2 separate regions of the Gasterosteus aculeatus genome follow, and region 2 is linked to region 1. The links are chromatin contacts, called in public Hi-C maps. All regions are on one chromosome and are shown on one strand. Each heading gives the region's core, a stretch centred on a gene start, on an enhancer-like site or on the middle of the called end of the contact. The rest is flanking DNA. Distances are from core to core; before and after follow the strand shown.

The links. Hi-C and Micro-C count contacts between places; a contact is called where the count stands out from the background.
Region 2: a contact with region 1 is called in a Hi-C map of whole body, with 4 times the contacts expected there. The contact joins the enhancer-like site here to the promoter of klf17 in region 1. A contact is called at or near these places in 5 of 6 Hi-C or Micro-C datasets (liver, skeletal muscle, tail fin and 1 more).

What each region holds. Positions count from the first base shown.
Region 1 is chr3:5,320,804-5,323,870 of fGasAcu3.hap1.1, forward strand. It overlaps klf17 (Kruppel like factor 17), which reads right to left and starts at 1,330. Exons shown (of 3, transcript XM_040172097.2): 1 at 1,107-1,330; 2 at 1-995. The coding sequence starts at 1,181.
Region 2 is chr3:5,366,027-5,369,382 of fGasAcu3.hap1.1, forward strand. No RefSeq gene overlaps it. Among protein-coding and RNA genes, the nearest start is that of klf17, 46 kb to the left of the region's middle. Within about 2 kb of position 1,900, at least 6 of the 9 cell types and tissues checked have open chromatin away from gene starts, as enhancers often do.

The DNA.
Region 1 (3,067 bases), core at 80-2,579:
CTGCGCCCGCGCTTCTGTTTGCCGCTCAACGCCTCCTCTTGTGCGTAGAACTCCAACAGTGATGGAGAAGACGGCGGGGTGAGCATCATTCCCTGCATGGATGCGGGATGCTGCTGCGGCTGGTGCTGGTGAACGCCGTACGGTCCTGGAAACTGCGCCACGCTCTGGTGCACGTACTGCGGCTGGTAGGGCGCGCTCATGTACTGGTTTTGCAGATGTTGTTGGCTATGGTGAGTGTTCATTTGCGCCATATGGCAGTCTGTGCGTCCCTGAGGTACAGAGTTCTGCATGGGGTGCGCGCTGAATCCCGGCAGAGCGCCTGGAACTGCAGCCTGGCGGTGCGTGTACACAGATTGCTGCACAGAGCGCATCTGGGCTCTCTCGTACATCTGTCCCATAAAGTCCCCGCAACCGGCGGCCACCATGCAGGACTGACCGACGGGCTCGCTTTTAATTTTGTATCCAAGCGGCGGAGGAGAGGCGGCCACTTGGTGATGAGTGGGAGCGGCCGGTGCGGAGACCGGATTCACTGCCCGCAGTTCGGTGTACTCGCGCCTGTCTCTCGCCTTCCCCGCGCACTCCGGCGAGCTCTCCCCCGGGTAGCGAATCTCCGTCGTGAGCAGCTCGGCCATGAGGCTGCGGACCGGACTCGAGTCCGCAAAGATACCCGCAACGTTGTAGCTCTGCGCGGCCAGGCCAGCGGGATTGTGCCCGCGGTCGCCGCCGTCCAACGCAGAACCCCCGCCGCAGCTCTCCGGCGACTCCGGCAGGGAGTACGCGCGCTGCTGCGGCGGAGAGACGCTCCCGCTGCTGCTCATTACATTGGAGTCGATGGTGTTGGACAAAATGAACTCGATGTCCAGGAACTTCCCGAGGTCGTCATCGTCTTTGGGCAGCGCGGCGGGGGCGCGCACGATGCTGAACTCCACTTCGAGGAGCGGGCTGGACGCGCTGCCTGTTGCGCCGCGGCGCGCATACTCGTCCACCTTGCACATCTGTTCGTGGGGAAGCAAACGGGGGAGTTAAAACCAACATTCCAGCTTGCGAGGCAACACAGTACATCTACACAGCAGGAAACAGACGCTGAGATGAAATCCTCTACTTACATGTTCGAACTGTTTGGCTTCCATGGCTTGGATGTTTGGAAAGGAGACAGGCGTCATCGCTTCAGCCAGAGCCATGCTGACCGGTTAGAAGTCTCGAAAACTAAAGTTAGAAACCGCAAACCCGAATTCTGCTAAACTCTGCTATGAATCCATGCAGCGTCCGTCTGTTTGACAGCAGCGGAACGTTATCGGAATGCGAGTGTCCGCCGCGCACACGCAGCGTCTTTATACCTCCTTCCAAAGGGGAGAGGCGGGGCTTCAGCCCTCCGTCCAAACCCCACGGCAACTAAATGGCGCAAACAAACATTGAGTGGCATTCAGGTGCGTCACGCAGGTAAGTCAGTAAAGCGCCCACAATAATGCCCCATGATTTGTCAACGCTGGGACACGAAGGGGGCAAATGAGTTCATGTTACATGTGCATGCTTTAAAAACTGGCCGGTCGTCAGTGGGGACGACTTTGTGAAGATGTTTAACTAACTGAGGTGCAAAAACACTCGGAGGCGGGTGCAGGGGGCCGACACTGAACGGGGCCAGCGTTCCAGTGCGTGCCAAGAGGCCAGCGTTCCAGTGCGTGCCAGGTCACTGAGGTGGCCGGAAGTCCTCGTGCGGAGTGTCATAAAGTGAAGACAAAATGAACAATTTTATGAGGACAAGTCTGACATCACTCGCCGCCCTTCGGACGTGGAGAAATGTCCCCCAGCGGTTTCGTCCCCCCGCGCTCTTCGAAAGCGCACCCGCAGCTCACCTCATTAATTTGTCCCTGGCAGATCCCTGCACGTTCACCGCAAACGTGTGAAGTGGCGGCTCATCGAAACAACCGGCTAATCTGGTTGTCAACAAAGCTGTCCGTGTTTCTTAATGACCCCCCTCCTCCCCCCCCACGCGGTCCCGAGAGTGCCGTGAAGTGTTCAGGTGCCTGAGAAGCGCCCACAGGAAAGAATTAGACCAAGAAATGGTTTCACTTACTCTTTCAGGTCTTACTGAAGTTTGAGTACCGAGCTTTACTATTTGGTGTCTTTATTTCGGGGTTATATTAACATACATTCCAGGTAAAATATATACTCGAATAGGTTTTTTAAATAGGGAATCTTAATGTAATGACTGTGTTCTGTGTGTGTTCGCTAATTGCTTGTTTTTATTTATTTAGCTTTTAGGATTAAAAAAAACATTTTATGTAAAGTGACGTAAGCATTTGGAAAAGCGCTATATAAATTAAATGTATTATTATTAAGTATTCCAACTATTAGGTTGAAAAGTTTTTAAAAATCATAAAAAGAAACAAGCAAATTGAATGAGTGGTACTCTTTAATTTGTGCATGGACATCCCTCTGTGTTTAATAATTAAGATAACATGCTGTACATGTCTGTGTCTGTAAAATACTATTTAGGAAAAAAAAGGGAATATATATATTATTTAAGGTTGTATAAGATTATTTCTGTATTTTGTTACATCTATTTCAAGTTTATTAACGTCAGCACAAGCAATGTAAGTTGTTTAGTGATTGTCATTCTAAGTTTATTCTAACGAAGAAAAAAAACAAAACAACAACATGTAATTAAAAAAGAAAGTATTTTTTGACAATAGAAAAAAAATGTTTCATTCTTTTTCCACAGAATATATGTCATTAGATTGGGCAGCTTTGGTTTTAAATGCAAGTGTTTTTTGTCTCTGTGCCCTTGCAGGTGTCGTGACGGACCAGTGTGCTCCAACTCTTTGCCTTTATACTCCGGTATTTTTAACCCTGCAGCGCTTACGCAGAACAGATTCCGGTTCTGTCCACAGGCCTGAAATGGAAATGGACTCTGTTTCCTGAGGAAACACTAGACAGTTGCTTCCTCTGCTTGCACTTTGCAGCCACCTTTAGATGCTTGGCCGAGGATACAGACGTACATGGAGCAGGAAAACACTCATATTTCTTTCAGAAACTGTGTTTTTATCTAAAGGTATCTTCCTTGTCT
Region 2 (3,356 bases), core at 650-3,149, 46 kb after region 1:
CATGGCTGCTGTGGTCATCGGACCTTCAGCAGTGACCATCTTGTGACCATCATCAGCGTGAGCGTGAAACGGAACCCGGCGGCGCTCCTCCCGTCACTGCCAACAGCTCGCTTAGCTTAGCATGACATGTGGATCACCCAGTCAACACGGGTCATGCCTTGCTTCCCCTCGGGGCCGGAGCAGGATGCGAAGCAGCTGTGACGTCACACACGTGCAGCGCTGCAATGGGCTCCTGGTTGGTTCTGGGCAGCACGTTGGTAGACGTTGTTAACCGTTGTGTGGGCGCCGTTGTCTGTATGTGTCTGTGTGGGTTCTGGTGCTGGTAGGGAGTCGATTGGTTTGTTGTGCCCTAATTCTAATGTTAACGGGTCTCACTGATTTTACAATATGAGATGTTAATATTACAATCATGGTCAGAGGAAGGTTCAGGTTATGAAGTCATAATATTTCTTCTAATGTATTCAGAACGTAGCTAACACACGCGTTGCATCCTCCTGTGTGATTACAATACATGAAAAATTGTTGTATTTTCTCCTTTATTCAGGACTTTAGGACAAATATAAGACAAGAATATCAAGTGAAGTGAAAGAAAAAAGTTTGAAAACCTAATTACGTTCAGCTATGGACCGGCTGTGTTTTCATGCATGTAAACAATGAACTACATGTCATCCCACAGCAGAATTGTTATCAGATTTTTGGAGAAATTTTAGTTTAGTTAATACTTGTTATTTAGACAAAAATAGTTGTTCATCACTATATCCCAATGTATGATTTCATCATGGTACGATCCTGTGAAAAGGAAAAGTATTATTACATGAAATGACTGTAAAGGACAGGTGATTATTGGCCATGCTTCACAACACCGTGCACACGCTACCTGCCCCCCCCCCCCTCACACCTCCGTGGACACAACGGGGGTCTGCTCCTGTACGGCTCACGATGGGACTACCCATATCTGTAAAATTGGGGACGTCCGTCCCACAGAAGAATGAGGTCTGAGGACAACGTCTGCACTCTGCTAGTGCCGGGGGGGGGGTCAGGAGGGAGGAGACCCTCAACACTCACATACTAGTGTTCCACAAACCACTGTTACTGCTTTTCACCAGTATCTCATGTTGTCATCTCCCTTTCAAGATATGGGAACCTGTGGCAAGACCTGGAGACCCCCCCCCCCCTCTTTCCCTACTTCACTCAACCACACACACACACACACACACACACACACACACACACACAGTGGGCCAGTGTTCTCCCCCGGGGGGCTTGCCAAGATGAAAGGAGTGGTGGTGAAGGGGGCAGGAGGAGCAGATGAAACGGATGAGATGAGCCGGCTCCTTTTTGTCCACGTTTGTCGGATACTCGTATTCCTACTTTCAGCTTCAGCAGAAATGTATCAACGTCTGACAGCTTGACTTCAAGCACTCGTTGATCTGCATATCACTGATCTTGAATAACCTAGTACATTTCTTAGTAGAAAATGGTAAATGGTAAATGGACTGTACTTGCATAGCGCTTTTCTAGTCTTCTGACCACTCAAAGCGCTTTAACACTACATGACATCATTCACCCATTCACACCCATTCATACATTGCTGACAGGAGAACCATACACAGTGACACCTGCCATCAGTAACTACCATTCACACACTGTAGTCGCAGCTACAGGAGCAATGTTGGGTTAAGTGTCTTGCCCAATGACACAACGACATGCGGGTTAGCAGAGCCTGGGATCGAACCGACAACCCTCTGATTGGAGGACGACCGTGCTCCCCACTCACCCAAACTAACATGTTAATGGGAAATATCACGTATTTGTATCTAATAAAGATATAACTGTTTTTATCTATGAGACGCTGGGAGTCTGTTTGCTATCCAACACTGCCACTCTGTGGAAGGTTATTGTCCCTGCAGGACGACAGGTTTGCCCCCCCCCCTCGCCCTGCAGCATACCCTGTCACCACGACAATGCAAAAACTAAGACGTACAATTGAAGAAACTATCTATCAATCTTTGATGCTTCTGTGTCAATCTAATAGTCCAAACTTAACACACATTAAACTCTTAAGCGTCTTTTTTACATCTCCATGTAATCCCGTGATGACTTGTGGGTAATTCTCTTGTGAAAGGTCGGCACTCAATGCCATCTAACAGAAAGGGTTCATAAAGGGCTGGAAATGTCTCCACGAGAGCCTCGAACACAGAACCAAACCCTCATAATCGTCTCAGGGCTACAAGGAGGAAATAAATGATCAATATAATTACTCATACAATGGTTGTTTCCTAATATTGATATGAGTAATGATATTGATTATTGTAAATAAAAGTCTTCACTTGTAACAATGCCCCAAGGTACAAATGGTTAAAGTACTCAACATGTTACTTCTATTAAGTAGTCAAGTATAATCAGCAACATTTCAAATGAATTGAGGAGAAAGTATACAATTGCTCAGAATGAAAATACACGTACCTCAACAGGGAGTTTGCATACCACTGGCTTGCTGTCAATGTTCATTTTTTTTTTACAAAAGCGTCCTGCCATTATTTTCAATAACTTTAAAATGCCAATAATATTTGTCAAACATTTTGTCTCAAAAATGTCTCATTTATTGCACCCGCTCCCTTTCCCATTTCCAAACTTTGTATTATGTAACAATAGTCCCGTTTTCGCTCATCTAAAGCATACAATAGAATACGCACAAAGGACTTATCATCTTGTGCCTGTGGTTTTGGGTGGAGCGAGCTGAGGGGCTAAATGGCCTTAATGACTCTGAAGCAGCCTTCAGGGGGTTCTTCTATCAACTCGTTCAATTTCCTGCCGCTTTCTGCAGGCGCCTCTTGGATTGATGTCCTCCTACCTCGGGCACAAAACACAACAGACGTGCACACACACACACACACACACAATCACACACTCTGAACTGGCCACGTATTGTCTTCATCCATCCAGTAAGTAAGGTGGCTGAATCAATATGTAGTTTGTGTCAAACGCACACACACTGCTCTGTAGGGAAAACAGTTGTGATGATTTTAATTGTTAAAACTACAGCACATATTCTACTTGCATTAGTGACTCCTAACGTATTACTGAATACACTCTTTGATGATTGGAATCATAAGTGACTCCAGCCTGTTAGAATATATTCATAAAATGTTGCATGAGCCTATAACACCTCTAATTGTGTACACTTGCCATTTCGACGCAGAACTTGACCAACATACCTCCACTCATTAAATCCAGGCTCTGCTTTTATCAACGTGGTGGTTTTGTCAATGCGAGGAACTACTTTGTCAAGTGGAATGTTTGCTGCACATGTGGAAGCTGCAGGGCCGCGGGCGGAGGGATAAACGCGTTTCAGG